2 separate regions of the Hordeum vulgare genome follow, and region 2 is linked to region 1. A link is a contact called in public Hi-C data. All regions are on one chromosome and are shown on one strand. The core of a region is the stretch at or near the end of the contact, and the rest is flanking DNA. Distances in the headings are between cores, read along the strand shown. Region 1 holds the start of LOC123444547 (small RNA degrading nuclease 5). Region 2 holds the start of LOC123444549 (glucose-induced degradation protein 8 homolog).

Region 1 (3,783 bases), core at 648-3,147:
GTTTTAGAGCTAAGCACAGGTAGGGATTCTAAAGCAGCAAATAGAACTCACGGAAGTCACATTACGTGTACATATCGATGCTTACTGCAAATCGGCATCTATAATTCACTTATTGTCATCACGAGTTGCCAGTAATTATTATTCTATGATTTTCACTAGGTTAAAAAATGCTGCAAATGTTTTTGAGATACTCCCTCTGTAAACAAATGTAAGACGTTTTAGGTCACCAGGTCGACCTAAAATGTGACCTAGTGACCTAAAACGTCTTACATTTGTTTACAGAGGGAATACTTTTGTAATTACTCCCTCTGTCGACTAATATAAGAGCGTTTAGGTCACTGTAGTGATCTAAACGATCTTATATTAGTTGACAGAGGGAATACAAAACAGGTTGTTCTCAGTCCAAAGTGCAGTTATGAAAATTATGGAACAGAAAAACTTGGTTATTCTTCATTGATAATGACTAAAACAGTGGGGAAAAAAAGAAAATCATGTTCTCCACAAAGTAAGAAGGGAAAGGGAACATGATTTACTTTAACAAACACCCATGAAGGCGGCATGCCTTCACCAATAACCCAAGTTACTAGCCCCTGGACATCCTGTGTTACAACCAAATGGTGTGTTAAAACAAAGAAAGAAAAGTCAGTGGTCAATTTGCATCGTGTTTTTGCTATGGAAGGACCTGCAAATTCAATGTGGAATCTGACGTGGCCTCCTTAAAAATAACATCAGGTTTAGCCTGGATAGAATGCAGAAAAAAGAAAGAGACAAGAATTAGTTCTGTAAGAAATAAGGCATAGCTTCGAGTAGCAAATGTATTAATCAGTAAAGTAAGCAGCACGAGAGTACTCTGACCAACTAACAAATAAGCAAATATCCACATGTCCAACTAGACACACATCTGTGATAAAATTGTTGAATATAACCAATACTTACATGCTTCTTCACCTAATAGTCCATTTATACCATGTAGACGTAATTCAAAAAGTTGATCACAGAGAAAACATAGAAGGTTTCTAGTGTTCAGAGAAAACTCTGATAACAAAATAAACGACGTATTCATCGAATTCTAGGTGGGGCGACTTCCTTTTATTTGATGGAAGAAACACTCTTCTGCCCAACAAGGAATTAGTCTAGGTTTTTGCCTCACAGAAGTTCAGTGGAAAAATCCAATATCTCTGTCGCATTTGTACCATATACCTATAGGTAACCACATTTCAACCCTTTAAAAAATCTCTCCCAGAATATGGAGTGAGGCCTCATACATATTTTGGCTCAGCTCCACTAGCAAAAGTCACCCACAAATGCCATCTTCACCATGAGTCACCATAAAATTAAATGATAAGTGTAATGTTGCAATGACACGACCCTCTATTCCAACAAACTAAAACTCCAAAACTTATTTTGGGGTTTCCTAGCAGCAGACTAACACAGCTCCAGGTGGTTATAAACTTCCATGGTTCTGCCTCTCTGAAACAGTGAAGAGAAAAGGGCGGCAATAAAGCACGTACGTCGGGACCGAAGACGTCGTAGTACGTAGAGGCAGCGGGGGCGGCTCCGTCGGAGGGCGTCGACATGTCGGGCGCCGCCGAGGGGGCGAATCTAGAAGTTCTGCCGGGTGCGCACCTGCACGGCCAGAACTTGTGAAGGTCAGTGGGACTTAACTAATCGCTGGATGGGGAAAAAATACTCATACCTCAAAACTCAACTGCGGACGGGGTGGAGACGGCAGGAACGCGATGTCCCGACGAGGAAGAACGGGAGCGGCGATGGCGGCAGCGCGCGTGAGAGGCCGTGGTGGGTGGGGGCGAGGGGCATGAGGGGTGGGATTGAGGCGCCGGCGGTGACGCCGCTAAGGGACGGCACGGCGGCAGCTGTAGGGCTTGGTGGTAGAACAGGGGACAGGAATTTAGGGCGCGTTTGGATCCCTATCGAGTTCGATCGTGGGCCTTCCTGGGCTGGGGAATTTGAGGATTTGCCACAGGTTTGTTTGTACTGGGCACCGCTAGGCATCATATTACATATGTTTGCTACCTATATCAGACTAGTAGAAGACCGTCCGATCAGATGCAGGTAAGTCATCCGATCAGATGGTCAGTAACCCACGAGATTTGTTGGGTTCGCTCATTAATAGGCCAGCATTAAATTTTTTTGGCAGCAACTAATATCTTGAAAAATAAAATTGTCCTTCCATTATTGCTTCTCCGTTGGAAAATAAACCATGCTTTCATAGTATTATTATTGAGTTTATGTCGAAAATAATATTTGATTCAAATATGTTTCTGTCCGAATAATTTTTTTGCTTCCACCCAAAATAAGATTTGTTTCTATCTAACAAAAATTGCATCCAACATATTTGCTTCCAATGTGTTTCGGTCAAATACAAATTTTGCTTCCACCCAAAACGTGATTTGTTTCTACTATCTAACAAAAAAATGCATCCAGTGTATTTGCTTCCAATGTGTTTCTGTCTTATAAAACAATTGCTTCCGCGCAAGATGAGATTTGTTTCTATCCAACAAAAAATTGCATCCAGTGTCAAGCTAATTTTTTTACAATGATGCAAAAGTTTATTCAAGTCTACTCGAATCCAATGGCCCATATATTTGTTTCGGTTAAACATAAAAAATGCTACTTTTCCATTTGATTATTACATATGTTTTCAAGGTAATGGAAATTACAATTCAGAGTGCGCCTTATCGAGTTCAAGCAACATCTTGCCCAACTTCTTTTTGGCTGCCTTCACTCCCCCTTACTGTAGATTCCTAGGATGTCTCGCAAACGCCTTCGTGAACTGGGCTTCAACTGCTGCATACCGCCAATGCATAGCCTTCACTGGGAATACAACAAGAAGTCATCATCTACACCGGAAATTTGCACACATAAGTTCACCAAACACAGCAATCGGCTTGAAGCATAAACAAGATTATTATGAAGGCAATAACAGGTTTGGTTGGTAGCATAGAAGCATACGTATGTTTGATGAAACAATATGGAAAACATATGTATGGTCAAAGCAAAAAAAACTGGCATTTTAAAAGAAAATATGAAGTAGCATGGTATCATAGAATTACATCAACTAGCAGATGGCTTGGAAAACATGTTCGGCTTAATTTTGTTAGGAAGCATGAGAGTATATAATGGAAGGAGCATGAAAAACATAAATAATGAAAGCATAAACTTACATACATGCATACAACCATGGAGAGAGTGCGGGGAGAGGATCTTCAACCTAAAATAAACATGCAAGCACTTCGTATCATGATGTCCACAGTGAATATATACATTACTACTCTATCCATCCGAAATTATTTGTCGCAGAAATAGATAAAAATGAATGTATCTAGAGGATATTCACATTCATCAGGACATGCATCCTTTGCATAAAATGAGAAAAATATGAAGTGGGCTAATTTAAATTCAAAAGGACATATATATATGCTCTCGAAGCAAAAATACTAAATCAAGAAGCACAATTATGGTGTCGTATTGCATCATTACATAAGAAACGCACATATGACACCTAGAAAGCATGGTGCTTTGAAGCAAAAAAAATTAGTAGAACAATATATATGATACTTATTGGAAGCATAGAAATTTGAAAAATGCAAAATAGCATGCTTGCATCAAAGATCTGGGTGCAAAAATTTGTGACACGCAAACAAATTTCATAAAACCAAATTGGGAGTTATGTGGGCATACATCAAAGAAAAGTGTACAAAGAGATGAAATCAACATAGTTATCAATTTATATAACAATACACTGAGCATATTTAAACTTCG
Region 2 (3,783 bases), core at 504-3,003, 320 kb after region 1:
ATTATTAGGGGAGATTAGGCTTGGGTTGAGCATCATGAGGAAATTCATTTCAAATTGTTACCTCGACCCCCTTTAACAGTATGGTGTTCCTGTGACTCAAGAGTGAAAAAAAATAAAACTGAAAGAATAAATCTTCACGCTTCAAAGTCTTCGAACTGATTTTCTTCAAGACACACCGAATTCCTCATCTTCAATATCTTCATCAGGAATATCAATTCCATCGTAATTTATTCGCGATCCAAATCTTCAGCATCAGACCAATTTCTTCAGCTGAAGATATACATTTTTAGGGGTCGATATTCATCGTATAACTCAAACTCCTCAACGACTTATAGATCCTGTGTACACTCATGAACACATTAGATACTTAACCTATAAGTCTTCAAACCACCAAAATCACTAAGGGCACTAGATGCACTTACAGTATGACAATTATAGAGTCGATCTACCATCAGATCAGATGAACTAAACCCTAGACGACTAGGATAATGATTCTCCTGCTCTACGAACTAAACCCTCTAGTTTATATAAACACGAGGGGTACCTAAGATTACACTTGGTCGGTTGCCATCAGAGAATAAACATGTCGATTCTACCATCTTGACTTGGAGGACACACCAAGGTTTCGGAGGTTTCCTTCATGAACACAAAGTTGTTTTATAGTTCGGCCTTCCATAAAGCGGCCCACCTGTCCGAACCATAAGAGGTAGACCGACAACCCGAGGACCCCTTAATCCCGGGCTCCCTCAGTTGTGCCACCGACTTTCTGAGGATGGAGGCCATATGTTTATGTGATGCAAGGAGGTCAAAAGAATGTGTCGGAGATGCGGTCTTGACCAGGCAACAACTCCTACTGTGTGCGTCCCCCAAAGGCCCGCTTGCTGCAATTTTCAAACTATCTGATTTTGTCAAGATGCACACGATCTGCCTACCATGATCATGGTGGTCCGAGCGAAACAATGCAAACAATTAAATGTAGCAACTTTCGTGGGAGGCTTTTGGAGCACGTATCAGACACATAACTTCTAATTGTGAGAGTTTTTAGGCTGGAAGGAGAAGCAATCCCCAACTCCCGGGAACTTAAATCATAAAGATTAATGTCGATACGACGTTTAGCCGACCATGGACACTCGAGGTGAGGACTCATTACTCATGATAATACCAGCGAGACCATCATGGCCGCGACTATCAAGCTAGTGGACATGGCCAACACACTACATGCTGAAGCACAAGCTATACCAAAGGCTATCCAAATGGCTCAATCATATGGCATGTAGCGTGTGATTGCATAAATCTACAACAAGCCCTCAACTAAGATTTCCAAAGCCATGGGCCTCTTGGTGTGTTGTTCTGCAAAACTAAATTCCTCGCCCATTTAGGTTTTGTAGAACACAAAGTTTTGTAGTGTTATAGGACATGTAATCTTCGAACATACTTGTTTGCTATTTTTGAACCAAATGCGGAGCCTGAAAGCGAGCATGTATGTCAAACAGGCCTTTCGGATGATGTAACCCGTGTTGTGAACGTTAATTTGATCGTTGTACAGTAATATAGAATGCAATGATTAAAAAAACCACAATAACTTCTCTTCCTTGTGATCTATTCCTTCCGTTCCATAATGCAAGTCGTCTTTTAGCATCACAATCGTGTCAATAAACGTCTTACAACGAAGGGAGTAGTTTTATATAATTTGTCTTTCACTAATTCAAGAAAAACCTCGTAAAACTGATGAACTCTCAGCACTCCACTAGGGCAGAAAAATAGAAGTCCTCTCACGCGCCGTCACCACCACGGGCCCTGGAAAGCAGCCAGGCAAAGAAAAGGAGGAAACAAAAGAAAATAAATAGAAAAAACCCTTTTTTGGGGAATCTCGGCTCCCCCAGCGGCAGGCAGCGTCCGGCGCCGACCTCTTGGACCTCTCCTCCGCCATGATGGACCTGGATCCCCGCCTCTACGAGGACGCCGTACGCTCACTCTCCGCACTCCTCATTCTTTCCCCCTCCCCCCACCACTCGTATAACTTCCTTGGTCTTGGTGTTCGCTCGCGAATCCGTTTGGTGTTGGAGATGGGGTTGATGAGGTAGATGGATGAAATTGTTCGCGAATTTGTTCCGACTACTCATTGCTCAGTGTTCGTCTGTTGGATTCGTCTGCGTAGATTTCCGTCTACTGGACTGCCTGGACTGGATGATCTGCTCGTGCTAGGTTTTTTTTTAGTGAGAGAAGGTCCAAAACTTTGGGGATGAGGTTCTTGTGGTAGGAAAAAAGAGAGATCGATTCTTTGTCGATAAGGTGGCTTGTAGCAGCGCAATAGATTGGGACTTCGTCAATTGCCTGGGTTTCTAGTCTAGTGAAACAGAGATTGGAACTTTGTCAATAAGGTACCCTACGGTCCAGCGGAATCAAAGAGACGCTCTGCTTGCGGCATAGGGAGCTTTCTGAGTGTTTAGTGGGTCGCTCCATCGGGGCGATTCCGCAGCGAGCCAGTTTAGCGTTCAACAACATGAGTACAGGTTGCAGAGTATTGAACCACTTGGACATGCTTCTTAATCTGGTATTCTGGCAATGGAGATTTTAGAGTGCTCCAAGTAGTATTGCCCTTATGGCAAACACGGAAGTAGTAGTAGTGACCCTAAAACGATATCCGGTCAGTAGAAAAATGATACCTGATGTTTTACTAGAATCCATGAATTTATGTGCCATTAATTCTGGTGAAACCCCAATGCCATATTTATTACCTGAATCTTATTGGTGGCCTTGAAATTAAACTTCTATACATGCAAGTGCAACCCAACCATTGCTGTCCTGTGCTTGCTATTGGTTGCCGGCCACCAGTCTACCGCAATGTAGCGATTGCTGGTGGATCACATCACCTCATTACCACTTCCCTTCTTTTTGCCACTAGATGCCCGATCCATATAGATGTGCTTTGCTGCTTAGATACCCATGCATATTCACGTTGTATTCATGCATTTGCGAACTCTGACAACGCCTTAATTTCCAAGCACGCACCCTCCCTGAAGCTGCAACTCAACTAGATGCGTGCATCTCAACAGGGAATGGTTCTGTGAAGGAATCTCCCCTGAGTCCTTACCCTTTGTTGAACAGATTCAGTTGTCATTTGTAATTTAACAACTATTAAAGCATGCCAGCTATAAACATTTTTTTTTCAATTGGAATATATCCAGTTGTCATTTGTAATTTCACAAATATCTACACAAATGCTTTTATGATATTAATATACACAACAAACAGGAATTTGGACACTACTCCCTCCGTCCCAAAATAAGTGTCGATGCTTTAGTATTAAATTTGTATTAACTTAGTACTAAATTCGTGACACTTATTTTGGAACGGTGGGAGTACTAGGTAAGAGAGCATTTTTATCTCACTGTGCCCATGGATAATAAATGCAGCTATGCTTGCTGAAGTGAGTATAAAGTAGTCTTGGCGTTGCCAAATTCACTTGGGGAAATAACCTATTACCGCTGTTGAGGCAGATGACTAGAGTTCTTCTCCCTAAATTTTGATGGTACAAGTTATGCTTTCATCTTACTTTTGGCAATAGCCTGCTATTGACATTGAAATTTCTTTCAACCGCAGTCTGTCAGCGATAATGACGTTCGCAACATAGTGCTATCTTATCTTATGCACAATTGTTTTAAGGAGACCGCAGAGACCTTCCTATCCAGCACTGGGTTAAAGTTGCCTGTTGATTATACTGTAGATGTGGATAAGCGTAAAGGTATATATTTGCAGCTCAATACTTAATCTTGTATTGGT

What was found. Hi-C and Micro-C count contacts between places; a contact is called where the count stands out from the background.
Region 2: a Hi-C map of leaf shows a contact between it and region 1, with 2.9 times the contacts expected there. The contact joins the promoter of LOC123444549 here to the promoter of LOC123444547 in region 1. A contact is called at or near these places in 3 of 6 Hi-C or Micro-C datasets (leaf and seedling).

Annotation. Positions count from the first base shown.
Region 1 is chr3H:507,305,582-507,309,364 of MorexV3_pseudomolecules_assembly, forward strand. It overlaps LOC123444547 (small RNA degrading nuclease 5), which reads right to left and starts at 1,898. Exons shown (of 16, transcript XM_045121309.1): 1 at 1,697-1,898; 2 at 1,512-1,626; 3 at 683-739; 4 at 534-599. The coding sequence starts at 1,577.
Region 2 is chr3H:507,626,748-507,630,530 of MorexV3_pseudomolecules_assembly, forward strand. LOC123444549 (glucose-induced degradation protein 8 homolog) reads left to right here and starts at 1,754. Exons shown (of 7, transcript XM_045121311.1): 1 at 1,754-1,964; 2 at 3,604-3,745. The coding sequence starts at 1,929.